5 separate regions of the Mus musculus genome follow, and all the other regions are linked to region 4. Evidence: chromatin contacts called from public HiChIP or PLAC-seq and promoter capture Hi-C data. All regions are on one chromosome and are shown on one strand. The core of a region is the stretch at or near the end of the contact, and the rest is flanking DNA. Distances in the headings are between cores, read along the strand shown.

What was found. Promoter capture Hi-C pulls out the DNA fragments that hold promoters and counts their contacts. HiChIP or PLAC-seq counts read pairs in DNA pulled down with a chosen protein or histone mark.
Region 1: an H3K27ac HiChIP or PLAC-seq map of embryonic stem cells shows a contact between it and region 4, with 5 times the contacts expected there. The contact joins the enhancer-like site here to the promoter of Stil in region 4. A contact is called at or near these places in 4 of 39 promoter capture datasets (embryonic stem cells, hippocampal neurons and stem cell-derived epiblast-like cells), 1 of 484 Hi-C or Micro-C datasets (embryonic stem cells), 5 of 115 datasets of contacts at active chromatin or transcription factors (embryonic stem cells, large pre-B cells and stem cell-derived neural progenitor cells) and 1 of 9 other capture datasets (embryonic stem cells).
Region 2: a contact with region 4 is called in an H3K4me3 HiChIP or PLAC-seq map of stem cell-derived neural progenitor cells, with 18 read pairs. The contact joins the promoter of Trabd2b here to the promoter of Stil in region 4. A contact is called at or near these places in 5 of 39 promoter capture datasets (the 3T3-L1 cell line, cranial neural crest, frontonasal cranial neural crest and 2 more) and 1 of 115 datasets of contacts at active chromatin or transcription factors (stem cell-derived neural progenitor cells).
Region 3: a promoter capture Hi-C map of the HPC-7 cell line shows a contact between it and region 4. The contact joins the promoter of Atpaf1 here to the promoter of Stil in region 4. A contact is called at or near these places in 12 of 39 promoter capture datasets (the 3T3-L1 cell line, the C10 cell line, the HPC-7 cell line and 7 more), 6 of 115 datasets of contacts at active chromatin or transcription factors (bone marrow-derived macrophages, embryonic stem cells, large pre-B cells and 1 more) and 1 of 9 other capture datasets (embryonic stem cells).
Region 5: an H3K27ac HiChIP or PLAC-seq map of trophoblast stem cells shows a contact between it and region 4, with 6 times the contacts expected there. The contact joins the enhancer-like site here to the promoter of Stil in region 4. A contact is called at or near these places in 5 of 115 datasets of contacts at active chromatin or transcription factors (the 230-238 cell line, bone marrow-derived macrophages, embryonic stem cells and 2 more).

Annotation. Positions count from the first base shown.
Region 1 is chr4:115,953,588-115,956,287 of GRCm38.p6, forward strand. No RefSeq gene overlaps it. Among named protein-coding and RNA genes, the nearest start is that of Dmbx1, 15 kb to the left of the region's middle. Within about 2 kb of position 1,289, at least 6 of the 459 cell types and tissues checked have an H3K27ac peak or open chromatin away from gene starts, as enhancers often do. A contact at or near this core is called in embryonic stem cells, where this site is marked.
Region 2 is chr4:114,405,378-114,408,077 of GRCm38.p6, forward strand. It overlaps Trabd2b (TraB domain containing 2B), which reads left to right and starts at 1,347. Exons shown (of 7, transcript NM_001085549.1): 1 at 1,347-1,542. The coding sequence starts at 1,441.
Region 3 is chr4:115,783,640-115,786,339 of GRCm38.p6, forward strand. Atpaf1 (ATP synthase mitochondrial F1 complex assembly factor 1) reads left to right here and starts at 1,367. Exons shown (of 9, transcript NM_001369233.1): 1 at 1,367-1,665. The coding sequence starts at 1,412.
Region 4 is chr4:114,998,812-115,001,511 of GRCm38.p6, forward strand. Stil (Scl/Tal1 interrupting locus) reads left to right here and starts at 1,307. Exons shown (of 17, transcript NM_009185.3): 1 at 1,307-1,536.
Region 5 is chr4:115,766,883-115,769,582 of GRCm38.p6, forward strand. All of the region lies in intron 10 of Efcab14 (EF-hand calcium binding domain 14), which reads left to right. Among named protein-coding and RNA genes, the nearest start is that of Tex38, 13 kb to the right of the region's middle. Within about 2 kb of position 1,364, at least 43 of the 459 cell types and tissues checked have an H3K27ac peak or open chromatin away from gene starts, as enhancers often do. A contact at or near this core is called in extraembryonic endoderm stem cells and trophoblast stem cells, where this site is marked.

The DNA.
Region 1 (2,700 bases), core at 39-2,538, 950 kb after region 4:
GACCGTGCCCCCTGCTGCCTTCTACCCACAGTCTACATCTATCCCTGCCCATAAGGCTCTATGTCCAGCCCTGAGGACTGCCAGCCCTGTGACTGATGGCCAGGCCCCTGCTGGGGGCACCGAGGGCAGCCACTCAGCAGAGGCAAACAGCTTGACCGTCTGTGGCCTCTGGACTCTGGGGCATGGTGGAAGCAGTGGGCAGAACAGATTGAGTTCGGCGTGATGCTTAGAAGCCCAGGCTTGGGGGAGGGGAGAGCTGGCTATGGCTCTTTCTTCCCCTTCCTGGATCAGCTAGTCCAACCTCTTCTTCTTCTGGCAAAGCTGGGCTTTAAGAAGTTCAGTCTTGCTGGCCTAGGTGCTCTGGCTTCCAACTTGTCAGACACCCTTCAGGATAGGACAGAGCCAGACAGGATAGGCCTTCTACCCTCTCACCCATTTGCCTGTCCCATAGAGCCAGGCCCAACACCACATTCTACATTTTGCTTCATTTTCTCCCATCCCCTTCAAGCTGTTTTCATGGACAGAAGAGAGGTGTTAACTTGACTCTATTGTATATCATCGAGCCCCAAATGCATGGCTTCCCAAAGCAATGAGCTATTAGAACTCCTCAGTCTCCTGAGGGGCTTCGTTTTCTCTTCAAATTTGGGGTCCAGTTTTGTTTGTTTGTTTGCTTGTTTGTTTGTTTGTTTGACAAGGGCTCATGGAGCCTGGGCTGGCCTTGAACTCACTATGTAGCTGATAATGACCTTGAACTCCTGGTGGTTCTAACCCAGGTACTGGGATATGGGTGTGTGCCACCTCTCCTAGCTCATCATCCTAAAAAGGACAGTTGAAGAGAGGGCAGGGCAAGGAGAAGCACTTAGGATGACAGTGTGTAGCTCTCCTAGGGTCTCAAAGCAACTGGACTGGGTTAGAATCCGACTATTCTGCATTCATGCATCCGGGGTTCTACCCACTATCTCCCCTGCCTCTTCTGTACCTTGTGGTTGGGCTCAGCCTTTTACTACCCTTCCATAAACACATTACACACAGGCCAACAGATCTGCAGCCATGAGGAACTGAGGTAGCCCAGGAAAACAGGCTTGAGACCTAACTTCCTCTCCAAACCCAGGGAAGCTGTCTTGTGGGTAGGTGACCTCTAGGCATCTCAGGATGCTGATACTGAGAAAAGCCAATCAGAACTCCCAAAGAGGAAACACTTAGCAAGCATCCCAGGGAGGAACTGAACAGCTTACTTTCAAGAGGCCGGAAAAGGGAGAGTGGGTGGGAGGACTGCTCCTTGGGGCTCCTTCCAGACCTGAAGCCCCAGGACCCATTGTTTTGGAAATGGAAAAATCACGTGCTCCCTGCTAGAAAGGACCCCACTCCCTCTTCCTCCCAGATCAGTGGTCAGAAGGCTAAAAGGCTAAATAAACTATTTTCTTGACCTTCCTCTAAGGTCTATGGTCCCCAAGGGAGCTTGATATCTGGACCCCAGCCCCAGCCCCACAAACTATTCCCCCCACCCCCACCAAGGCCTCCTCAGTGTCTGGCTGAGCGAGGATGGGACGACAAGGGGCCAGAAAGGGGGCTCATCAACATTTCCAGCAATGCTAATAGACTATCCTCGGCCACATCCTATTACTGCACACCCCCTCCCCAGCCCCCCAGCCTAGCTGGCCTGCGCCTCTCCTCGGCCCCGGGGACCAGGCATCAGATTGGAGTCAAGATTCCGAGAGTGTCATTTGCCGCCGTTGATGGTGCCGATAATAGGGATGGGCGGGCGGGCGGGGAGCCGCAGCGCAGAGGCGGATTCTCTATTAAGACTGCTGCTCAGTGCAGCAGCCAGAAAGAAGCAGGCAGGCCTGCGCTGGGCAGACAAGGCCAGCAGAGTTCCATAATGGGATGGGTGGCTTACCTATGGCATTGTCTGCACCGTTAGTGGGGACCACTCTTAGGAGCAGACATACTGGGCTTAGAGAGTGACAAAGGCCAGGAGAAGCAGGAAGAAACCGGGCAAGGCAAGCTCCAGCTGCCCCTGCAGCACTGTCTGCCTCCCTCTGTCCTTTTCACTACCCGGGACCCAAAGATCCTAGTTGATCAATAGAACAAGATATTTTTGCTCCCTCCTTGACTTCAGTCTTACTGAAAATCAGTCCTCCCAGAGGCCTAAAAAACCTGGAAGAGTGTGATCCTCCAACCAAAAAGCTGAGCTCAGCCACTACGTGTTTTTCAGGGTTTTGGGTTTTTTTCTTTTTTTTCATTTCTTTTCTTTTCTTTTCTTTTCCTTTCCTTTTCCTTTCCTTTCCTTTCCTTTCCTTTCCTTTCCTTTCCTTTCCTTTCCTTTCCTTTCTTTTCTTTCCTTTCCTTTCTTTTCTTTTCTTTCCCCAGAGTTTCACTAGGCAACCCAACCTGGCCTCAAACTCAAAATACTCCTGGCTCAGCCTCCCAGGTGCTGGGATTATAGGTGACAGTGAATGTTGTTCTTATGCCTTGCATACCACCATCACCTTCACCTCCTCCTTTAATGCCACCGACCGCCACCCAAGCCACCCTCATGGGCATCCCTAATCCCTGCAACCCAACCCTGTTTCTGCTTGTACACAGTGCTCACCATTGCTCTACCCAGCCAGCCAGTTCTATCATCACTATCATCACCATCTGATGTCTGATGAAGATCTTAGCCCTGAGAGTTCCTATGGTTCCTAGCTGTATTATCTT
Region 2 (2,700 bases), core at 97-2,596, 590 kb before region 4:
GGATAGAGTCTTAGCAAATCTTGTTTAACAACAGCGGTGTGTGTGTGTGTGTGTGTGTGTGTGTGTGTGTACACCCAGAGAAACAGACAGGAGAATGACTGACTGAATGGAGCTTCCAAGGAATTCTAATTGTTTTATGTTCTTTAGACATGTTTTAATTTAATGTAGTGGGTCTTTGCAGAGTGCCTAGGAACACATGTGGTGGTGTTAGGCACAGCAGCATGACAAAACGTTGTAAGCAAATACCACGTTTTCTGGATCTCCAGTGACCATCTCATTCTCCGATATACCTCGAAGTGCCTACACAAATCCTGTCCTGTTAACTGCTTACTCTCGCCAGGCCTCGCAGATGTGCTCTGAGAAACTGGCCCATGTTCCCAAATTTGTCTCAGCCTGACCATTGGACTTCCACCTTAACCCAAGGTCCACTGAGCCAGACGCCCTCTGGCGGTAGCGCTCAGGAGCTACATCCCGGCGCAGAGCTGGAGAGAGGAGAGGAAAGGAGAGGGAGGAGGGAGGAGGCGCAGGCAGGGGAGGAGAGGAAAAAGTTGCGCTGGGAAGTTTGGAAAGTTGGGAAGTGGCTGCTGCGGGCTTCGCCTCCCTCCGCGCGCGTGCGAGGGAACGAGCGAGAGAGCGAGCGCGGAGCCAGCGAGCGCCTGCCATGCCCGGCAGACCCCGCCTCGCCGCGCCCGGGCGCCGAGCTCGCTCCGACTCCCTGCGGCCCGGCCCGGCCCGGCCCGCCGCGGCCCCGGCCCCCCGCCTCCCGCGCCGGGTCCTCCCCTCCCCCGCCCGGCGGCCCCAGCCCCCCGCCCGGCCCGGCTCCGCGCCGCTCTCCCGCCCTCCTCTCTCCCTCCCTCCCGGCCGCGGAGCAGCATGGCGGAGCCCGGGCAGCGGCCGCGCGGCCGCCCGCCGCCCCTCTGAGCCGGGCTCGGGGGCAGCCCGGCACCTCAGAGCAGACCCCCGCCCCGCCGCGCCCTCTGCCGCACTTGTCCCACTGCGCGCCCCCTGGAGCGCCGCGCACCCCTGGGACCCTTGCGCGCCCCGGGTGCCCAGCATAACCCGAGTTCCCCCGCTCACCCTGGAATCTCAGGACTGCCCCAGGAGCCCCGCGTACCCCTGGACCCTGACGCGGCTCCGGGACCCCCACGCGCTCTAGGACCCCTGCGCGCTCTCAGAATTCCGGGGCTCGGCCAACCCGGCTGCGCGCCCTGGTGAGGGGCCCCGCCCCAGAGGATCCCCCTCTTCCAACAGACCGGAGCCCCGCCCCAGAGAGACCCCCAGGTCCGACAGGGACATCCAGCCACGCCCCAGCGGGCTCCCAGCATCTCGCGCCTGGAGCCCTGTGCTCCAGAAGATCCTCGGTGCCCAGCTGGGGGCTCCCCGCCCTGCTGAGGGGGCGCTGCCCAAGAGGGACCCCCGCGTCCCGCGGGCCCCGGCAGGATGCACGCCGCCCTGGCGGGGCCGCTGCTAGCCGCCCTCCTTGCCACCGCCCGCGCCCGTCCGCAACCCCCCGACGGAGGACAGTGCCGGCCGCCTGGATCGGTGAGCGAGCACCAGCCCTGCCACTCTCCCGCCTGCCTGGACACTCCAGCCTGAGGGGCCAGGGTTTGGGACCAGCCTTCTCCATTCAGCCCACTCGCTCCACCTCCGCCCTCTGGGCACAGCCTGGGCTCCCTTCCCTAGCATCTGTCCTCCCGGACTCCAAGTCTGAGCCCAGCCCAGATGGTTCCTTCTCCACTCGCGGACAGTTTCCCCTAGACTTTTGGTCTTGGTTGGATGGATCCCCTCTCTGTGTCCGCTTCTAACTCTCCTGTCTTTTATCCTACCTTTACCCTTTGGTTGCCTTCTTCTGACTTCATCTTCCCAACACCTAGTACCCTTTTCTACACCCTGACTTCCAACCCTTTTGCTGTTTCATTCACACAGTGCCCCAGGCCAGGCATCCCTCCCTCTCCTTGACCCTTTTTCTGACCTAAGGCTGGATCCTCCAACCCTGGTGCTCATTCTCACTCCTCTCCCTCTGTACCCCAGACCCTACCCAGTACCGATTGTCCCAAATGCCCCTGTTTCCTGAAAAGGGTAAGATATCATAGGAGAGAAACGGAAATGACAGGATGAACTTGCTTGTCTAATATTTTCCTAAGGGCACCAAGTAATTATTGCTTCTCCCAACTTTCCTCTCCAAACCCGGCATCTCTTGATATTTTTTCCTGCAATGCCCTTATCTTCAAATATAGATTAATGCGTTGGCAATCATCCTGAACTAGATGCCAGGAGACGAGAATACTGTTGCAGGATCTTCCTGTGCTACCCTATTAGCAGGGCATAGGTTGGCCTTGGGCAAGGTGCACAGCTAGCAGTCTGCCTTGTGCAAGAAACCAGCTGGATAGCTGGTAGGCACTGTCTATTGTGCATTCACATTTGTAAGGTTTGTTGGTAAACTATGGTTCTGTGTCCACCACCCACAATAAATACTTTTCATTTGTGCCAGAATCAGGGAGGAATATGTTATGAGTTGACCTAAAGTTTGTTAAGTGGTCAGTGGTCACTCCAGGGACTTTTCTAGATGGAAACTGACTTTGCTTGGGAGATAGTCCCCTACTCCTGTTTCTTTCCAAATCCTAATTGATACTGGAAAAAACAACCATAGTGTGTGCCTAGGTCACAGACAAAGACAGACTTGGAAATGGAGAGCTAGGC
Region 3 (2,700 bases), core at 117-2,616, 780 kb after region 4:
CGAGTGAGTTCCAGGATAGCCAGGGCTATACAGAGAAACCCTGTCTCGAAAAACCAAAAAAAAAAAAAAAAAAAAGACTGGAAAGGGTTGGGGATTTAGCTTAGTAGAGTGCTTACACAAGGCCCTGGGTTCAGTCCTCAGCTCTGGGTGGGGGAAGAGTAAAGATAGACTATAAGGAGGAATGGGGGAGAGATGGCTCAGCAGCTTAAAAGCACTTGCCCTGTGAGCCTGGAGAGCTGAATTAGATCAGCTGGAAAGGAGTTGGAAACTGGAAAAGAAGGAGAGAGCCTATTTCACAAAATTGTCTTCTGATTTCCACATGTGCTTCACCACACTTGAACACAATTTTTTTTTTTAAAGGATGGGGAGGTTTCTCTAGAGGTCTCTTTGAGGCGCTGAGAGAACTGAGTTCCAGATGAGGAGGAGGCAATGCATGCCTGTTTGAGCAGAGGAAACAGCACGTGGAAAAATTCTGAGCCAGGTACAGGCCAGCAAAGTCAGACTTCCATATCTCCCAATGCACTGTCCCAGCATCGAGAGTCTGATGTCTGAGCGCAGGCTGTATTGAACAGAGTTTGGAGTCCCTGTTCCTGCCTCGGGAGAGGTTCCTATCAACTAAGGTCCAGATAAGGACTTCCATGTGACTGCCCTCACATAAGGTCTGCTTTGGATGGTAGCAGGTGAGATACCATTGTTCCTAAGCTCAAGTTTGGTTCAGCAAATGAAGATGGTGACATTTTGGTTGAGAAGGGGAGAGCCCAAATAAAGACTTGTCCAGGATAATTCCTTATGTCTCTGAGGAAAGTAGTTCAATTAAATGCCAGGAAGGAACCCAGACTTCAGAGGCATTGCGTTTTTAAAAAGCTTAGCTTTTAGGTGGAACTTACTACTTTAATGGTTCACAGCCTGTTTAGCTTCTCCATCTGTAAAATGAGGTTAATATCTACTTCATAGGGTATGAGGCCAATGGAACCTTCTGCAAATAGACACTGATAAAGAGAAGCTTCAGCTATGATGTTCAGACATCCTTTGCAGCTAAAGAAACTGTTACAGCTAGTGCCAAGTAAATTTAGAAAAGGGGCAAGCCCTGTGAGAACCCGAAGATGCAAGCCAGCTTTCCAGAAGCCTGGCGCGCAGAGGCTGCTGGTCGGGGGTAGGGGGTGGGGTGAATCCTGGCAGACTCCCGGGAGGAGACGCGCCACGACACCCCTAGAGCGGGTGGGCAGAACCGGGAGCTGCCAGCCCGAAGCGTCGTTGTCCCTTCTCCACTCCAGCACCCGGAACCTTGAGCGCGCGGAACCTCGGTGGCGGAACGCGGGCCTCGCGGACCTTGCGGGAGATGGAGCAGGCGCGCGGGCCGGGGGCCGAGGCTGACGCGCCCGAGGAGGAGGAGGGGGAGTCGCAGGCGGCCATGGCGGCGGTAGTGTCCGCTGCGGGTGGAGCGTGCCCCGCAGTCCTGCAGGTGGCGGGTCTCTACCGAGGCCTGTGTGCAGTGCGCAGCCGCGCCCTGGGGCTGGGGTTCGTGTCACCGGCACAGTTGCGCGTGTTCCCGGTGCGCCGGGGCTCGGGCCTGCCCCCCGAGGGAGCAGACGGCAGTGGGGTCAGCGAGCTGGAAGCGAACCCCTTCTACGACCGCTACCGGGACAAGATCCAGCAGCTGCGCAGGTGCGGTCCTGGTCGGGTGGGGGTGGGGACTCACGACCGGCGGGCAGAGCTTCCGGCATGCACTACTCTCCGGGACGGTGGGCTTGCCCTGGCCCTGCTATACCAATAGTTTGTTTCCAAGTTCAGAGAGGCCAGGCCACTTGCCTAAAGTCACATCTCTGCAGACTCTTTGGGTCTTTCCACAGTCGTCAAAACACTCTTTAAAGCCCTATGAAGAAGACAGCTCAGAGAAAGTTGTCCCCTACTTAGGAAGATGAAAATGAAGACCTTCAGCGAAGGCATTTGATTTGCTCAAGGTCACATGTTGAGTCAGCAGATACCTGCCTGAGAGATCAAGTTCACAGGCTCTCCCAGCTTAGGGCCCTGACTGCCTGGACAAGGAGACTGGGATTGTGGCAAAGACTGATATGATAATGTTACGTTTGTATTGCCCATTGAACCCTCTCACTAAGGAAATGTAGGGATCTGGAGAGAGGTAGAGTCTTGCCCGAGGTCACACAGTTGGTTAAGGTTTATCTGACTGTAACCAGGGTTCCTAAGGCGTCAGCTTCCAGAAGGTAAACCGTGAAGATGAAAGAGGTGTGGCTTAGTAGAAGAGAACTTGCTTACTATGCACTGGGCCTTGAGTTCCATCTCCAGCACTGAGGAGGAAAAGTGTCGTAGGGTTATGGCTGTTAAGGTAGGTAGAGTGGGTGCCTAGTTCCAGGACGAAGGATGAAGGTAAGGAATGGTGGTCTGAGAGTTTGGTGCTATAGGAAGGCACTTCTGAAAGGAAGCCAGACGTTACCGGCTAGAAGTTCTCTGCATTTTGTCTCATTTTAATTCCACTCCCTTAAGTTCTTCGTCTTCACGCGGGGCAGCAGCATCCTCTAACTAGGTGTACTGGCTGGTTTGGTGTGTCAACTTGACACAAGCTGGAGTTATCACAGAGAAAGGAGCTTCAGTTGAGGAAATGCCTCCATGAGATCCTGCTGTAAAGCATTTTCTCAATTAGTGATCAAGGGTGGGAGGACCCATTGTGGATGGTGCCATCCC
Region 4 (2,700 bases), core at 57-2,556:
GATCTATCTAACCAGGATGCCGGCAACCAAGATGATCTGCAAGATCAGCAAGTGCTCTTAACCACTGAGCTATCTCTACAGCCCCAGATTTTACCTGTTAAAAGTATTTACTTAGTGTGTGGTGCTAGTCACTCAACCCAGGACCCTGCACATGCTGGGGTCCTACACTACTACTTAGCTGCATACTAGCCTCCCAGAACAGTCTCAGATATACAGAAAATAAATGAAGCACACCTCCCACGCACTTTCCTCTTTTTTTTTTTAACATCTTATATAAGTATGTACATTTGTTTCTATTAACCCAACATTGATACATTATTAATTTAAAGTCTTTTATGTATTTAGATTTTTACCTGCCTTTTAAAAAATACACAAAGTTTAATGTAACATGAACTAATCCTAAGAACACGTTTGCTACCTTCCCCTAACACTATAGACGTGCTTCCTTTTTAATTTAAGTCTTTTCTTGTTTTGTTTTAATTACAACGAATGCCTGATCATCTCAAAGATCTCCAACATGGACCTCTGGCAGCACGCACACATAAATCACACACCACAACTGTCCCCAATATCAGCACTGGAAATAAGTATAAATAGCCACCAGTATTTTCTGTTCAACGAGAAGGAATTTCCCAAAATTGGTAAGATCGATCATATTTTAGAAACAACTTAAAGCAAATTTAACCTCCTCTATCTCTGATCATCTAAGGGCTTGAAAACTTTTTTTCTCCTGAGACAGGGTCTCATGCAGACCAAGTTGGTCTTTGATTTGCTTCGTAGCTTAGAAGACCTCTCTGCCTCCACCCACCTCTTCAAAGCTGGGACTAAGGCGGCGCACCACCACACTCGACTCTAGTCTTTTGAGACAGGGTCTCTAAATAATTCCAGCTTGTCTCTAACTCGTGGCGAGCCTCCTGTCTCAGCACCTGCCTCGGAAGAGCGCAGGAATTACAGGGGAGAACCAAGCTTGGCTAAGTGGATCCCAGCAGTCAGACCACAATCTGTGCAGGAAGCACTTCCAGCAAACCAGCCGGGATTTCTTTTTTTAACTGCGCATGCGTTTGGCCAATGCCAGCCAAACCGGAACTTAACCGTTGACCAAATGAAGGTTTAAATCCTCTGAGTAGTGACACAGAGCTGCGATGGCGCCCTCGGTTCTTTAAAGAACCTTGGGATAGGGCGAGCGCTAATCCCAGGCTGGGCTCCGATTGGTCGTCACAGCAGTCTGCAGTTGAGACGTTGCGTGACGACCGTGGTACCGCCCCTGCAGCGGGACTGGCCGGGCTTCTGGCCAATCAGCAGGCGCGGCGCGCCCTTTGGTTCCCTCCAGCGAGCGCTTGCCGCCTCGGTTCCCGCGACCCCAACGTCCCAGAGGCGGGGCCGCAGTCATCTGAGACGCTACCTGGATCCTGACTCTGCGTGCCCAACAAACGGGCCCAACAACCAAACCCTAGCTTGGCGGCGGCCGTGACAACAGCGACGGTGGATCTTTGAGCTCCTGATTCCCCGAGGCGCCCTACGGGCCCGGGAAGCACGGTGAGTAACAAGCGGCCTGTAAGGTCGGAGTTAGCGCGGTGGAACCGATGACCACAGGGCCGCCAGGGGAGAAAGAAGGCGGACCTCACTGCTAAAAAATGGGAAAGAAGTTTACATTGTGACGTGCCTCAGATTGACTTCACTGTAGAAATTTCTTGGAGACTGAAACCCTGATCCTTGCTTTTTTGCATTCTTTCTATCTGACCCAGACTGTGTAAGGAATCTATTACGTGTTTATAGTCCGTGGTCTACAGGAAGTAGACCTATGTCAAAAGTGAGGCGTGGACGTACAGTGTCTGAACACAAAGACAGTGATGTCACCCTGAGAGATTGCACATTCGTGTTGGGGGTTGGATGATAGGATTTAGTAGGAAATTCCAAAGGAAGGGGAGGACAGCCTGTGTAGTCCTATCGACTGCTGATAGTCGAGTTAGGACTGGAGGATGAGTGACCGGGGTTATGGTTGCAGTAATTGGGTAGGACCTTAATATGAAGGGTTTTTATTTTATATATGAAGAAAAGCTATTGACTTTCTAGTCAGGGGAAAAACTTGTACATAAACCCATTTGTGTCTGCACTGGAGGGACTTGTCAGTAAATCTGGCTGGGCTGAGGAGGACAGCTAAGGTGGGAGGCCAGAAAGAACTTTCTATGGGTAAGAGGGAGAAGAGGTGAGGGTGACTTGATGGTCCTCATTTGCTGCACAATGAAGACATTCCCTGAGCAGACTATTTTTGTTAGGTACAGGTTTGTACAGCTTTGGCTCCATTAGCTTTATAAGTAATACTATCAAGATGAGCTAGTTATCAAATCTCATTTGGTGGCTTTCAGATGAGAAAGACCTAATGCATGAAAGGAGAGACAGGCACTTAAGTCATTCCTGTTGGTGAGGAAAACTTATACTTTGTGGGGGTAGAGTTATCAGTGTGATTACTGATACCATGGCAGTCAACTGCTAAAGAAAGGCTTCTTTTAAAACAAGCAAACAAACAAACAAGAAAAACAAGCCTGTATTTCAAGAAGTTTCATATCTCTGGGATAAGTTTTAATTGATCCTTAAAGGTTATATCCAGTAGAACTTTGCTCTCCCAATATTTTTAGCCTTAGACTATATAGAAAAGGTCTCTTCTAAATGACTTACACCTTTGTTAGTAATCCTCTATCT
Region 5 (2,700 bases), core at 114-2,613, 770 kb after region 4:
TAAAGACAAAAGCAGAGAGTTGAGTATGAAGTTGTCCTCTGAGCTCAACATATGACATGTGTACACCCACACCCACACACATCATACACAAACATAATAATCATCTATTTTAAAAGGTGGACAGTACCTGAGGAGTAACACCTGAGATTGCCCTCTGGCCTCCACATACCTGCAAATACACAGGTACACGCACAGAAACACACACACACACAATTTATAGCTAACATTGTTGGGCCAGATACAGAAAGCTGCCCACATCTAAACAGCAGTTAATTGGTTGAGACAGAATTCAAGCTGAGGCTGACTCTAAAGCTTCCATACTACCTTTCTCTTAAATGTTGTTTAAGGTCTTCAGTCATTCACTAAGTGCCCTCCAGACCCCATGTCAAAGGATGGAATACAGTATAAGATACAATCTTGCCGGGCGGTGGTGGCATATGCTTTTTGGGAGGCAGAGGCAGGCGGATTTCTGAGTTCGAAGCCAGCCTGGTCTACAAAGTGAGTTCCAGGACAGCCAAGGGTACACAGAGAAACCCTGTCTCAAAAAAAAAAAAATAAAATAAAAAAAAAAAATAAGGATACAGTCTCAGCCAGACACAGTGCATATACCTATAATCTCAACTGAGGCACAACAATAAAGATATTGAGGCCAGCCTGTGCTCTATATAGTGAGATCATGTCTCCAAAAATGTCCCTTTCTTTCCATAAGGATAGGTTGTCTAAAGCAGAGGACAGAAAAAGCAAACACAATTCTGTTAGATTAGCAAAACAAGTCAAAGTTGACTGTTTCCCTGCAACAGGCCCTCTGGGATTCTGACAGCGAGCAGAATAAGTATTCATACAAAGGCTATATGTCATAGAACAATGTCTGCCTTGTTCTCAGTAGTGTCTTGTACTCTTCATTGTGATGGTGAGGCTTCCTGGTTGTCTCTTGCCGTCTGGAAAGTCGTCCAGTTCTGACCACATACCTTGCACTGGTTCTTCACTTAGGTTCAGATGCCATCGTGCTCTCCCAGGTCTGGAGCAGGTGCTTCCTGTGCGTTATGACATGTTTTACTTGCTCCTAATTAGCATATGCCACTGTTGAAATTCCCTAGGAAGAAACAGTTTAGCTTCCGTGAGGAAAGTCTCATGGAAGTCTCCTGTTCACTCCCTAGCCTGCAGCACAGAGCCTGGTAGGACTGTGAAACTGAATGACTGTGTTGCTTATTCATCTTGCAGTTAATGCTTAACTACCATTACTTTTCGCCCCGTCTGGGGTGGCTTTCCTTTGTTTTCTGGAGGGGAAGGCGAGTCATTGTATTTACTCTCTATTGAAAGGAATTCCCATCTAGCCATTTGCTGTTGGGAAGAAGTATCCCAGCTGCTTTTCTGGCTCAGGGCATTTCTGAGGTCTCACCAGCTGCACTGCCAGGCCCGCGAAGCAACAGGAGTGAGGAGGGCCTTTCAGGAATTTATGAGACTTCCTCAATGGAGTAGATCTTGCACAGAAATAGCTTTTCCTCCCTTCAGCACATCTTCCCAAGTACCAAACAGCAAGAGGCATGTGGAGTCAAAGCATGATCTTGAATAAATGAAGAAAAATAATCAGGAAAGCTTTTAAAGAAACACACACTAGTGACCTTCTTCTTTCTATAGTATTATAATCTTTTCAGTGAGCTTAAGAACTCAGTCAAGTCCTTTTTATTTTTTATTTCTTCTATAATTCTTAATTGTGTGTGCACTCTCAAAGGCCAGAAACATCAGATCCTTCTGGAGCTGGAGCTGGAGCTGCAGGCAGTTGTGAACTACCTGACACGGACGCTAGGAACTGAACTCTGGTCCGCAGGGGGAGGAGTACAAACTCCTGACCACTGATCCATCTCTCTGAAACCCCTTTTGGATTTTTTTAGTTTGTTGGTTGATTGGTGTTTGTTTAAAGTTTTTGTTTTGTTTTGTTTTGTTGAGGTTTTTTTGTATGTTTTTTGTTTGTTTTGAGACAACCTCATATAGCCAGGTTGACCTTACTACTCTGTATATCTGAGTCTGGTCTTGAACTCTGGATTACAGGCATACACCACCACCCCTGGATCAAATCCTTTTTAAATTGTTAAAGGCTTTTGTTGGAAATTTTCTAATGTCATTTTCTAAATAGTATCTTTGTTATTTTTTTTAATACAGATTAACTGGTAGCATTAACCACCAAAAAAATAAACAAACAGATACAGAGATTTCTATGGTCCTTTTTTAATGGAGATATAATTCATACTCCATGTCACCCTTTTAAACTGTGTAATTGCATGGGCCTTAGTATATTCTCAAGATTATATAGCCATCACCTTGACTTAATTCCATAGCATTTTTATCACCCCAGAATGAAGCTTCATACTCCTTTAACAGCTTCGTCTGAGGCTGGCCAGATGCCTCAATGCTTGCCAGCAAGCCTGACACCCTGAGCAGGAGCCACGTGGTAGAAGAAGAAAGCCCACGCCCACAAGTTCTTCTCTGATCTCCACATGCATCTTACTATGTACACATGTACACATACACAATAAGTACATAGATAGATAGATAGATAGATAGATAGATAGATAGATAGATAGATAGATAGATAGATAAGGGAGAAGTTTAAGATGCACTCCAGTTACTCCTACTGTCTCAATAAACTTATTTATCTGGGATGTTTCGTTTGTAGAAATGGAATCATACAATCTGTGGCCT